Regions from separate parts of the Mus musculus genome. Here region 1 is linked to region 2. Evidence: chromatin contacts called from public promoter capture Hi-C data. All regions are on one chromosome and are shown on one strand. The core of a region is the stretch at or near the end of the contact, and the rest is flanking DNA. Distances in the headings are between cores, read along the strand shown.

What was found. Promoter capture Hi-C pulls out the DNA fragments that hold promoters and counts their contacts.
Region 1: a contact with region 2 is called in a promoter capture Hi-C map of the C10 cell line, with 2.3 times the contacts expected there. The contact joins the enhancer-like site here to the promoter of Trf in region 2. A contact is called at or near these places in 2 of 39 promoter capture datasets (both in the C10 cell line), 1 of 484 Hi-C or Micro-C datasets (nephron progenitors), 2 of 115 datasets of contacts at active chromatin or transcription factors (both in embryonic stem cells) and 2 of 9 other capture datasets (adipose tissue and liver).

The regions. Positions count from the first base shown.
Region 1 is chr9:103,075,638-103,082,361 of GRCm38.p6, forward strand. It overlaps Slco2a1 (solute carrier organic anion transporter family, member 2a1), which reads left to right. Exons shown (of 14, transcript NM_033314.4): 10 at 1,287-1,452; 11 at 3,812-3,975; 12 at 6,692-6,724. Among named protein-coding and RNA genes, the nearest start is that of Rab6b, 33 kb to the right of the region's middle. Within about 2 kb of position 2,979, at least 35 of the 459 cell types and tissues checked have an H3K27ac peak or open chromatin away from gene starts, as enhancers often do.
Region 2 is chr9:103,227,076-103,233,098 of GRCm38.p6, forward strand. It overlaps Trf (transferrin), which reads right to left and starts at 3,211. Exons shown (of 17, transcript NM_133977.2): 1 at 3,099-3,211; 2 at 821-993. The coding sequence starts at 3,141.

The sequences.
Region 1 (6,724 bases), core at 1,729-4,228, 150 kb before region 2:
TTTTCATTTCTGATTTTATTAATTTGGATACTGTCTCTGTGCCCTGTGGTTAGTCTGGTTAAGGGTTTATCTATCTTGTTGATTTTTCTCAAAGAACCAGCTCCTGGTGTTGTTGATTCTTTGAATAGTTCTTTTTGTTTCCATTTGGTTGATTTCAGCCCTGAGTTTGATTATTTCCTGCCGTCTACTCCTCTTGGGTGTATTTGCTTCTTTTTGTTCTAGAGCTTTCAGGTGTGCTGTCCCCGCTGTCGTTGAAACTTTTTCTTGAGGACTTTGCCCAAAACATTTGCAAGATTTGGAGACTCAGAACCTTTTAACCCCAGCATAGTCTCTTTCTCGTGGAGAGCAACATCTCCAAATACACCAACAGCATCAGGCAAAAACATAGTGTGATATGACCTCCTCTGTAGCTGACAGATGACAGAGGAAAGCAGAACAAAAGAGGGGAACATTGCCTCGAGTGAGGGAGTGAGAAACTCACCACCGTTCTGCAGGCTGACTGGGGACCCAGAGAAGCTGGGGACCCAGAGAAACCTGAAAGCTTGGGGTCCTTGAGGTGGTTTTCAGTGGGAGTTTGGTCCCACCTCTGTCACCTGCCTGGCCTGAGTTCTAGATATGACACTCTTTGTTGCTATGAGGAAGTTATCCGTAAACAAAAAGGCCCTTCCATTGTGATGTCCCATAAATGCCAACATCCACTGCTACTGTTTATCAATGCACTACTCAGCCATCAGAACTTCCCCAAAGAAGATCAGTAAGAACAGCCATCGAAATCCACTTCGATGAAGTTCTGGCCCAGGATAGGAAGGCGAATGGACAGACCCAGATCAGTGAATCCATTTGTTTCAGGAGATGAACAGTCTATAAAAACCTCAGTGGCCTCCAAAGGTCTCAGCCAGCACCTAGCTGGGCCATAAGAGAAGGCAAATGTTTCTAATGACTTCACTGTAGCGTAGACCACTTCCTTCAACAGAGCTTCAGGCTGTCAGTCATTTTAACTCTGACAGTGGCATGGGTGTTTTCTGGCTAGACCTTTACAACTGAGTAATGGGTGGGTTTGGGTTCCCAGGGTCAGGAGAATGGAGAGGGCCATGATGTCCAAACCATGGCAGACTCACAGCCGGCTCCCACCGGCTCCGTTCAGATTCTGGGACAGCACTGGCCTAAGACAAACGGGGGTATGCAGGCACATCAGCCAGGCCAGGACCTCGTGCTGGGCTGGAGTGTGGTGCTGTTTCTTGGTCTTGCTTTGTTTGATTCTCTTCTCTTCCTGTCTCGCCTGGCAGCACACCAAGTTCTATACATCCGCAGCCTCCCGCCTGCCGCAGGGACTGCCTGTGCCCAGATTCCGTCTTCCACCCTGTCTGCGGAGACAATGGAGTCGAGTACCTCTCCCCCTGCCATGCTGGCTGCAGCAGCCTCAACGTGAGCTCAGCAGCTTCTAAGCAACCAGTAAGGACAACGACGAAGGGGGTCACAGGGGTCGACAGAACCACATGGAGCTTTGGGGCTCAGTGTGTCACCTCAAAAACCGTTCCTTGGCCGTCAGTATCAGCGTCTTAGCCCCCTCCACCATCTCTCATCCTTCTCTGCCCCGGGGTCATGACCAGATGCCCACAGCCCAAAGTCAGTTAAAGATTGGCTGGAGACCAACGAGTTCATTCTTGGGAACTTGGCAAAACAACAGAAACAAGTCCGAGCAGTCGCTCTCAGCGGAAACTTGTGACTGATACTAATGGCTCCCTGTGGCAGGGGGGAACTTCTGGGTTCTGGGTTCTGGGTTCAGGCCATATTACAGAGTCACATGGCCTGAGAGCAGAGGGTCCCCTGTGACTTGGACCTTAGAGGCCAGTGCTGGGAGCAGCAGTCGTTTCAAGCCCTCCTCTCCCAGGAGTGCCACAGAGTTGGCCTGAAGCCATGAAATTAAGTTCAAATCTAGGATTAGAAACAAAATCTCTCTTCACCTGGTCTTCAAGGCCATGTGTCTCCTTCTTAGACCTAGACCTATGGGGACTTGTCTGACAATATGTGAGGACAGTGACCCCAGGCCTTCTGGGATCAGGAAACAGCAAATGCCTCCTCCAGGTTTGTCTCTTAGTCAGAAATCCATGTGTGCAGCCACCATGTCAACCAAAAGCCCTGGTCTCACAGTTTACATCCAGTCCGATAAATGCACACGATAAATGCTGAGGGACTTCCTGAGGTGACTTACCCTTGAGCAAAGACCAGAAGAATCCTATGGAAACCTGGAAGCCCATTGCACTCGAGGGAAGCACAGGTGCCAGTGCACCAGAGAAGCTGAGGAAAGGCCTGGTCGGCGCTAAGCGACAAGTGTCACAGCTATCGGGACAAGGGATCAACAGGTCCAGAGCTGGGCAGGGCCAGGCAAGCCAGACTTAGGAGGGAGATTATTTCCCCTCTTAACTCCCTCTGATGAGAACAATGGAACGTCTATGTCATTACTATAGGATGCCCCCATAGGAAGAATGCACCTGTGTGTCGGCCATGTGTGTTGGCCATGGGCCAGGCTAGCCCCCACTTACCACCTCTTGCGAGGTCACAGAAAAAAGCTTCCCCTGTCTGTCACTATGGGCAAAGGCCCTTGGCTCTCAGGTAGAGAAGGGTGAGGAGCTAAGACAAGATGGCCCCTTAGTTTGCCTCTTAACTGGAAGAGTGGTGGCTTCTGTGGTTTTCTTATCTTTATTTACTCTCCGCTGACTCATCTACTTCCAGAAATAATCTTGACAAGCTTCCAATAACAGCACAAGTACATCAAGACAAAATCCATTACCATGATAGCAAGGGAAAAAATAATAAATTATAAGGGGGATAAAGTCTTAGTATTTTAAGATCCAGATTGCGGGAGGTTACGGCAATATCGTGTGTTAGGAACTTCTGAGCTTGAGGGCCACAGTCCCACTGACTGACAGAGGGAGGCCTCCTCTAGCTCATTAGTTGGCTCAGCCCCATAACAGCTCTGACACCAACGTCATCATAGGCTGGGCCATCAGCCACTGCAAGGAGGGAAGGCAAAGATGACCAGATGAACGGTGGCCGCCAAATGAGTCGAACAGCAGTGTTGAGCCACATAGAATTATGATGAGGCAGGGTCCTCCTCTGGGGGCTCTTCTTAGGTCAAAGTACACCTCTTCAGTGGGGAGTGCTACAGAGCATTCAAGAGACTCTGTTATTGTTTCCTCTACTCCCGGAACATACCTTCTCCCATAACAACTTGCGCAACCACTAGAGCGGGCTGGACCGGGAGGAGAGCTCCCAGGTTCCAGGCGCTGAGCTGATGAGGGTGCTTTGCCTGGTGATGGGATCTTGGGCATTCAGATGTTGGAAGACTGCAGGAGTTCATCCCATGCTGGACTCTTGGTGAAGACCATTTCTTTCTTTTTTTTATTTTAAAGATTTGTTTATTTATTTTATGCATGTGAGTGCACTGTCACTCTCTTCAGACACACCAGAAGAGGGCATCAGGTCTCATTACAGATGGTTGTGAGCCACCATATGGTTGCTGGGAATTGAACTCAGAACCTCTGGAAGAGCAGTCAGTGCTCTTAACCGCCGAGCCATCTCTCCAGACCGTGAAGACCATTTCTAATGTCCCCAAAGTGAAAGAGCCAGGACCCCATGGGGCACTCTAAAACCCTCATCTGACCTCTTCAGTCTTTGAATCCTAGCTTTTCCTCCATCCCTGGAGGGCTGAAGGGAGGGCAGAGGGATTCGTTCATATTAGAGGGAGGCAGTGTGGATATGTGAAACATACAGAGGTTAAATCATGACGTGGCCCCTCCTGTTCTTCAAGATCTATTTGAACTGTAGCTGTGTGACTGGAGGATCCGCATCGGCCAAGACAGGCTCCTGCCCTACATCCTGTGCACAGCTGCTGCTCCCGTCCATCTTCCTCATCTCCTTTGTGGCACTCATTGCCTGCGTCTCCCACAACCCCCTCTACATGATGGTCCTACGGTGAGTGAAATCTCTGAGCCTCTGGCTGCTGCTTCCACACCCTCTCTTTGACAGTACATCCTGTCTCCTACTCAGAGTCTCTCCTCCCTTAACTGGGGAGTCTTAACAGCAACCTACAAGTGTCTAATGGTGAGAAGACAATAGGTACACTGATGGCAGGAGTTCCCTGTCCCAGGAGGAGCTCCTGGTAGGGAAGCCTGGCCCAGGCTCCTAGTATCCATGAAACATAGGCCCTGTTGGCACCCCCATCTTTATTTGTGGGAAGTTAAATCATAGCCCGGGATGGTGGAACTGTCGAAAGGTTGAGCCGCAGGTTCAAGACAGGCTGTGGGTAAAGATTCACTTGTTCTTCAATATTAAAAGAGGAGAAATCAGCAAGTCAGAAACTGAGGAAAGTTCCAGAAGCAAAGCGAACACTGTGAGAAAGGGCTGAAAACGTGAAATTTGCAGGAGACTGGGGACTCAGTGCTCAGAGTGGAGGGACAAGGGACCAGGAACCAGGGTGGGGTCAAGAGAAGTGTCTGGTTTTTAATAGAGAGCGTTCCCTCTTCTCATTCTACCAAGAAGGAAAATGTAAGAAAAGAAAAAGAAAAAAGAAAAGAAATCTCACCCAAGTTCATCTAACCACCTCCTGCCTGCCTCTCTGACCTCCCATCCAGCCCCATCAGCTTACTTGGAAAGCAGAGAAGGAGAAACACAAAGGTTGAAAACTCCCTATCAGATTAAAAGTCTCTACTTGAGTGTCTTGGGTGTTGCCTGACCTCATGACTCCCAGTTTCCTTGACTATGAAAGGAAGATAGTGATACCCACCTCCAAGTGTGAGTGTGAGCAATTACAAGGTCAATCGCTTCGTAAACAGAAGCTCCTCTGCTGGGCGTGGTGGTGTCATCTATAAATCTAGTGCTTGGAAGTAGGAGAACCAAGAGTTCAAGGTCTTCTTTGCCTAGATAGTAAGTTACAAGCCAGCCTAAGCAATATGAGACCCTACCTTACAAGGTTCTCAATGTTTGAGTAACAATCCCTTTGGGGGTTGACTGACTCTTTCACAGGGGTTGCCTACTACGACCATCAGAAAACACAGAATTTACATTACAATTCATAACATTAGCAAAATTAAAATTAGGAAGTAACAACGAAATAATTTAGTGGTTGGGAGGCTCACCACAGCATAAGGAACTGTATTAAAGGGTCGCAACCTTAGGAAGGTTGAAGACCACTGCCCTACCTCAGAAAAGACATGGGGGCTGGTGTTCTCCATATTGATTAGGACCTATCTCTCCAGAAGGCTAAGCAATGAGGAAGGACCAGCTGCCATGTCAATAATGTAGCTTAGTAACAGAGCACTTGGTTAGCACATGTATTTTACTCTATCCAAGTCTAGTCTCTTTCCATTCATCCCAGAACCTCAAACTACTAAATAGTACCATGAACATTCAGGATTACGTCCTCCCAACTTAGTCAAATCCCTCAGGATACATCTTCATGGATACACCAAGAGATTTGTTTCCCAGGTCATTCCAGATCCATACGTTAGCAATGAAGATTGGCCATCGAAGTCATCCATTATGGATCGGGCCATTGGAGACAAGCTGATACAGAGGGAAAGAACATCCATTCAACTGGAATTCCAGGCACTGTCCACTGGGAGATCCCACATGGTCCCTCTTTCTCCTACTTGAACTCCAAAGAGCCTCCCTTCACTGGGTCATCCCCCTGGGGATGTCTCTCAGATGCCGACTAACTTTGGCAATGGTTGTAAGATAATATGGAATGATCTGGAGGCCACTTTTGAGTTCTTTTCCACTCTGTCCTCGGCTCCAAATTCTTTTCCAAATGATAATCACCCAGCCAGGAGTATGTGGTGTGAAAACGTGGAGAAGCCAGAGTCTGGTCACACAGCAGGCGCTTCTACCACTGCTCTGAGCTCCTCAACCCTGTGTGTCAGATGCCAACCCCCTTTTCACTCTCCAGTTGAGGTGGCAGCTCTCTAGGGAGAGCTGAACCTCTTTACCTGGCTTTGCCATCCCCCTCTTGAAGGAGAAAAGGTAGAAAGCAGGACCACGCACAGAATCCACAGGACCCAATGCAAATGAAACTGTAAAGACTTTGGCTTGTGAATCATTTAAGAACTCCAAGACATACGTAAACCAAAGCTGGGCCTTTCTGACGGCAGCATCCTATGCAGCTATTCAAGTCACACCTTACAAAGCTGGCCCAGGGCAAGGAAATGTTTCAGATCTGCACAGAAGCTGATAGCCCAGGGCCCTCTTTTCCTGGTACAAGATATTCTGTGGGTGTTGTTCAGACCTGCTGTCTAAGCATCCAGCCAGAAATTCCTTTCTACTTGGTCTCTCTTGCCTGCTTTCTTTCCAAGAAGTCTCTGGACAGTCCTGAAAACAATACAGACTATTGGTTCTCAAACCCAAGTTTACATCCAACTCTCCTGGAATATCCACGTTTTTGATAGATGCCAGGCGGAGAATCTGTATTTTGAACGTAGCCTGGGCGGTGCCTCTGATCCAGCAACAGTGCTTTGAGAACGATGGGTATAACAGGCATTCAGCAGATAATGCGCATCATCCATGTGTCTGGTCAGACTCCATGAGGACCAGTGCTGACCTGCTCTGAGTCTTTCTACCCCCTACACCTCATACCCTCCAGGTGATGCTGCAGTCTAGAGTCCTACTGGTGCTAACTTCCTGTTTTCCTTTTCAGTGTGGTGAACCAGGATGAAAAGTCGTTTGCCAT
Region 2 (6,023 bases), core at 1,961-4,460:
GCCGGTTTGGGTTGATTCCATCTAGAGGAAGAAATGGAGTCTTTTTTTTCCTCACTTTTCCCTGATGATGTGCCCAGTACCTGGACAAAATGCGGATTTACCCATCGGCAGTGGTCGAGGCTTGGTCTGGCAGGCTTGGTAGGGGGGAAGGGTCTCTCCCTCTTCAGAGGTGGGCACTGCTATTATACCAGAGGCTCTGGCATGGTTGTAGTGGAGCACCCAGGGTCTGTGGGTGGCTGGGTTCTTATATCTGTTTCCATGCTCGGCCACACAGTGGGGTTTGTCATTCAGAGACCCTCGTGTTTTGAGAGTCCCTGTAAGCTCCTCTGTGGGTGCTGTCATGGAGGTGAAAACCCTGAAGGTGCTGTCTTTGTTTTTTTTTTTTTTTAAAGATTTATTTATTATTATATCTAAGCACACTGTAGCTGTCTTCAGATGCACCAGAAAAGGGTGTCAGATCTCATTACGGATGGTTGTGAGCCACCATGTGGTTGCTGGGATTTGAACTCAGGACCTTCAGAAGCCCATCTCACTAGCCCAGAAGGTGCTAGTCTTAACACTGAAAAGCTTACTGCTTTTCCCTATAGTCCTGGGCCCCTGAAACAGTAGGAGCTAGCATGCCATGGCCACCTACGTGTGCGGCCACACCCGGATGGACAGGAGAATTCAAGCCTTGGAATGATCCTCTTCCTGCCACTCTTGGTATAATTGTCTACTTGGACACCTGACAGTCCCCACCCCCCAGTTCAATTTTTTTTTTTCCACAAGTGAGTCAAACCAGAGGCGTATAGGGGCTACCGTTCCCGGCAGCAGGACTTACAGAAATGGCCTTGATGCAATCCGGATAGGAGGTTTTCTTCACACAGGCAAGCCGGGGGCCATCAGGCGGAAGGACGGTCTTCATGTGGTCACGGAAGCTGATGCACTTGGTATTCTCGTGCTCTGACACTGCGCACCATTTGACCGTTTTGTCAGGGACAGCCAGACACAGCCCTGCAGGAGAGAAGGCGGAGGCATAAAGGACCCGCTCCCCGTGCCTGGGGAGAGAACGCACCACTTTACGAAGGGTCTTAATGGCCACCTCTCCTCTGTTCCACCCTCCTCTCATCCCTGGTGGCAGTCATGACAGAGCACAGGGCTCTGCTGCACTCCGATCCTGGGAACAGATGAATCCGTTCGCCCCAACGGTCTGCCATGTTCCCACCTAACCCTGGGCTGCTTAGAGAGATGCTGGGGTAGCTGAAGGTGACAACCTGCTCTTCTTTTGCCTTGGCTGAAGGTCCACATCAAAATGTGAACTTCAGTGGGCAAACACCATCCTCAGCCACCTTCAGACAAGGCTCTAGACACCAACTCTAGGAAAGGCATACCGTCTTTTAGAAATGAGAAAGCTGGCCTTGGGGGAGGAAGCAGGTTTGTCCTACGTCATCATGTTTGTTAGCAGCCCAGACACTAGGTCTGATGGCCAGGCCCCAGGGGAAGATAACGATCTTAGAAGCTTTGCGTCTCTCTGAGCGACAGTTTGATCACGAGTTCACCTGTGATACTCTTCAGCTGTCTTCTGTTGAGAAAAGGCTAGGAACTCCCTTCTATGCAGCAGGCTTCTGTTTCTACCAAACCTTCCCTGGATGCTTTACCCCCTTTGGGCCGCCATTTAGAGAATCAGCTGAAGACAATTACGTGTATCACGATGTGTGTATGTGCTTATATAATCGGGCTCCCATGTGGTGTGTGCATGTGCAGATGGGAACACATGGGGGGTGGGGGTGGGGGACAAAGGGCAACGTGCGGTGTCTCCCGCTATTACTCTCTGCCTGATTTTTTTGGAGACAGTGTCTTTCACTGAATCTGAGCCTTGCTGGTTCCACTAGATTGTCTGGCCAGAAAGTCCCTGGGATCTTCCTGTGTTTGCTTCCCCAGGGCACTGTGGGTTCCCTGGGATCTTCCTGTGTCTGCTTCCCCAGGGCACTGCGGTACCCAGCTTTTTACATGGTTGCTGGGGTTCTGAATTTAGGTCCTGGTGTTTGCATGCTAAGCATCTGCCCAGTTGTACCATCTCCCCAGCTGGGTCACCACTGAAATCCACACGATGGAGAGATGCCGTCTGTGGGACCTGGCACTCCTAGCTCTTGTCACATCCCTTCCCTTTCGGGCAATTCAGCAGGGCTGACTTACTGACTCAGCAAGCCCACAAATCACTAAGCATGGATCGGGGTGGGTGAGGCCAATGGACCTCAGGATGGATGAGGAAGGACAACAGGGAGACTGATCGTCCCCAGCTCCTTCCCTTTAGTTCACCGTGGCCAGAGGGATAGACGACCTCTCTAGCCTCTTCAAACTAGTTCGTCTAACTTGTAAATTTTGACCTTGGTCCGGTGTCACTGTGCATAGCCACACAAGGTGTCCTGAGCTAACAAGCACGGAAGCCTGTTTCAGGCTGACAGTTGTTAGGGATGACAAATCACTCAAACTAGACAGCCCCAACACTGTGACAAATGCTAACTACAGTCCAACTGGAGCAGGCATTTGGGTCTTTGAGACCCCCCCCCCCTCTGGTGAGGAGTCAGCAGGATGCAGGACTGGGACCTGTGACCTCACCCTCACCTGACCCTCCCAGGCATGTGCGGTAACAAGCAAGACCCGTCGCAGGAGAAATACAGGTATGATTTGAACCCCAGAATTCTGGCTTCAAATCCCACACCCTAGTCTAAGCCACCAGCGCCAAAGGCATCCAAGGAGGCATCAGACAAAGGAGAGATAGCAGGATTAGATCTCAGGAAGTTGTGACTACCACACCATGCTGTTTGGACTATACTGAGGCCCCGGGATAGCGCCTGGGTAAACTGGTTAAAAGTTTTCTAACATCGCGTATACCATATCTTCAAATTACTGGACATAGGGGAGACAGCGTGATGAGGATAGTGAAAGGTAGAGACTGAATCAGAGCCCCAGATGCATGTGGATCCACGTTGTTCCTACGCTATGGAAGATGAAGATACCACAGAGAAGAAGCAAGGGGCTGGAAGCTGGGACTTCCAGCTTTAGCTCCTAAGGGTTGCATACATAGCCAGCCAGTCATCCCCTGCACGCACACTCACCCAGGGCAGCGCAGGCCAGCAGGGCACCCACGGTGAGCCTCATCCTCTCGGTGTGTGTGTGGCGAGGAGCGGGGAGTACAGACCGACCCGCTTCTGCGCCGCCTGCCCGTGGCCCGCTCGCCTTTATGCACGGAGGGAGGGGGCCGGCTGGGCGCAATCTTTGACCTCTTGTGTTTGCGCAGTCCAATTGCCCAATCACCCCGCATCCACCCCCTTCCTTTCTTGCCCTGATGATCACCTCATTTCCTGAGCTGTGGGACAGAACTGCGCATGGAATCCACTACCACGACAATCACACACACACACACACACACACACACACACACACACTCACTCAAAAAGCCTGTGTTTAGAAGGAAGCTAAAAGCAGAACCCACTCTTTGTTATCACTGCCTGGAGCAGCATGGTACAGCTGCTTGGGCGGGAGTGGCTTGCTCCCGGGTGCCAGGGCTTCTACTTGCCAACAGCTTCATCAACCTTATAGGGGGGCGGGGGGGGAGACTGAGGCTTGAGCGGAAGGGAAACTGCCTAGGACGGCAGACTAGAACCGGAGAAGGAACCTAACTGGGAAACTTGGCTCAGGTCAGAGAGGCAGCACGCCATGATCCCAGCAACAGTCCGGGGGCAGCTCTCCCTCCCTCTATCCCTGCCAGGCCTGGCCTGCTCTGGAGCTGAAAGCTTCCTGCCCTTGAGCTTCTGGTGAGACAATCCGGGCTAGAAACAGTCACAGGGACAAGAAACTCTCTCCCACTGCCAGGAAGTGGTCAAACTGTGAGGCTCAGAACAAAGGGCCAGTGTAAGCATAAAGAGGATGCTTCCTTTTTTTTGTTGTTGTTATTTTATTTATTTACATTTCAAATGTTATCCTCCTCTGAAAAAAACGCTCTATCCCATTCCCCTTCCCCTGCTTCTATGAGGGTGCTCCCCCACCTCTCACCCCCTCCACCCCAACTTATCTACCCACTCCTGCCTCACCTTCCTAGCATCCCCTTACACTGGGGCATCCATCCACAGGACCAAGGGGCTCTCCTTCTATTGATGCCATTAATAAGGCCATCCTCTCCTACATATGCAGCTGGAGCCATGGGACGGTCCTTCCATGTGTACTCTTTGGTTGGTGGTTTAGTCCCTGGGAGCTGGGGGGGGGTGTCTGGTTGGTTGATATTGTTGTTCTTCCTATGGGTTTGCAAACCCCTTCAGCTCCTTCAGTCCTTGGCCTAACTCCTCCATTGGGGTGCTAGTCTGATGGTTGGCTTTGAGCATCCACCAGTCTGATGGTTGGCTTTGGCTTCCTTGGCATCCTGATACCCCTGATTAAGTAGTCACCAAACTGCTTTGACTGCATTCATCACAGAAACGTTTCGCTTGCACCCTCCATACGTGCCGCCGTTTCAACTCTCACTAGAGTTGTGCATTTCAATCCTGTACATGGACTGGAAGATTCTGAAATGATGAAGTCAAAAAAAAATGGGCATTTGAAAATGTCCCTCTGGGTATATCACCAAGTGTACTATCCCAGGCTCCATATACACTCAGGGAAAGGTCAAGGCGAATCACCAAGGGAATTTAGGGTTTTCAACAACCGTTTCTTACTGGATTTAATCAGGGTCCTGTCCTCTCTGGTCCTTGGTTTCCTTGTCAAGTCTGCAGGATGTTGACGCTCTGATTTCAGGCTGCGGAAAGAGCCCGGTGAAGCTCTCAGCACATCTCGGCCATAGGTATTCAAGAGGAGCCGTGGGTGACCAGAAGCTCTCTGGTGTGGAATTAAACACACAACTGGGGACATGTGCAGATGTGTCTTGGGCCACCAAGAACACTGAACGTCATGGCGCCAGCCTCTCATCTTCACATCTCCTGTAGACATTCACAGACCTGGGCCTCCCGTGCAAGCATGTGGCATGTACATCCCCATGGCTAGCCGGGTCCTGTCAACCCCTCAGAAGAGTAGCAGACACAGGACTCTGTTGCTGTCCTTCTCCTGTGCAAGAACTGGTAGCCTGGACGTCTGTAGCAGGAGCAGGAAGGTGATGTGGGTCTGATTCTCTGTTTAGTTGACAGAGAGGAGCTCAGGCCAGACTTGGTCGGTCAACATGCTAATTTGGCTGCTTTGGTTTTTGTGCACTGGCACTTATGAACCCAAACACAAAGTGACTTTTCCCATTGTAATCCCAGTCTCTGACAGGAATGTTTTAAAGGTACGTGTGTGTATGTCCTGGGATGGTTAGAGAGAAAGTTGTGGTATGTCCAAGGGCAAGCACACATGTGTCATATGTCACAGTGCGAAGGTCAAAGGACAACTTCCAAGAGTCAGCTCTGTTCTTCCACTGTGGAGGAAGGTTCTGGAGATCAAATTCAAGTTATCAGGTTGAAACTGGTTAGCCTGCTGAGCCATCTCAGCCCAAAGGTCAAATGTTCTAACCTAACACACCCATGTAACTGGACATATGAAAAACTTAAACATGGAAACAAAACTGCCAAAAAACCAGGACAGGGACAGAGTGTCGCAAGCATTCAGAACTCCTTTCCTTTGTCAGTCATTTGCTGAGAGGACCCCCATCTCCCCCCAGGCCCCTCAGAAGCTTCATATCACATGTTCCTGTCTGGCCTGTGGACCCAGGCGAGGAAACAGGGCCAACCCACACGCTGAGCACCAGTGCTGGCTGGCTAATCTTTTGCAATAGCAGAAAGTATCACTGGGCCATTACAATAAATGGTGTCCCTGAGAAAGGAGCACTTTGGAGACCATCGGTTTATAGCAGGGACACTGGGCAATATGTACATCACTAATGAGGAAGAGAAGCCACAGTTGCTCTGTGCTCTGTCCCCCTGACCCTCTTGGGGGTCCTTATGCAGGAAGGCTATATTCCCACTGCCACCCCACAGCCGGCGTTAGGATGGAGTCTGGATTCACTGGACACCTGGAGG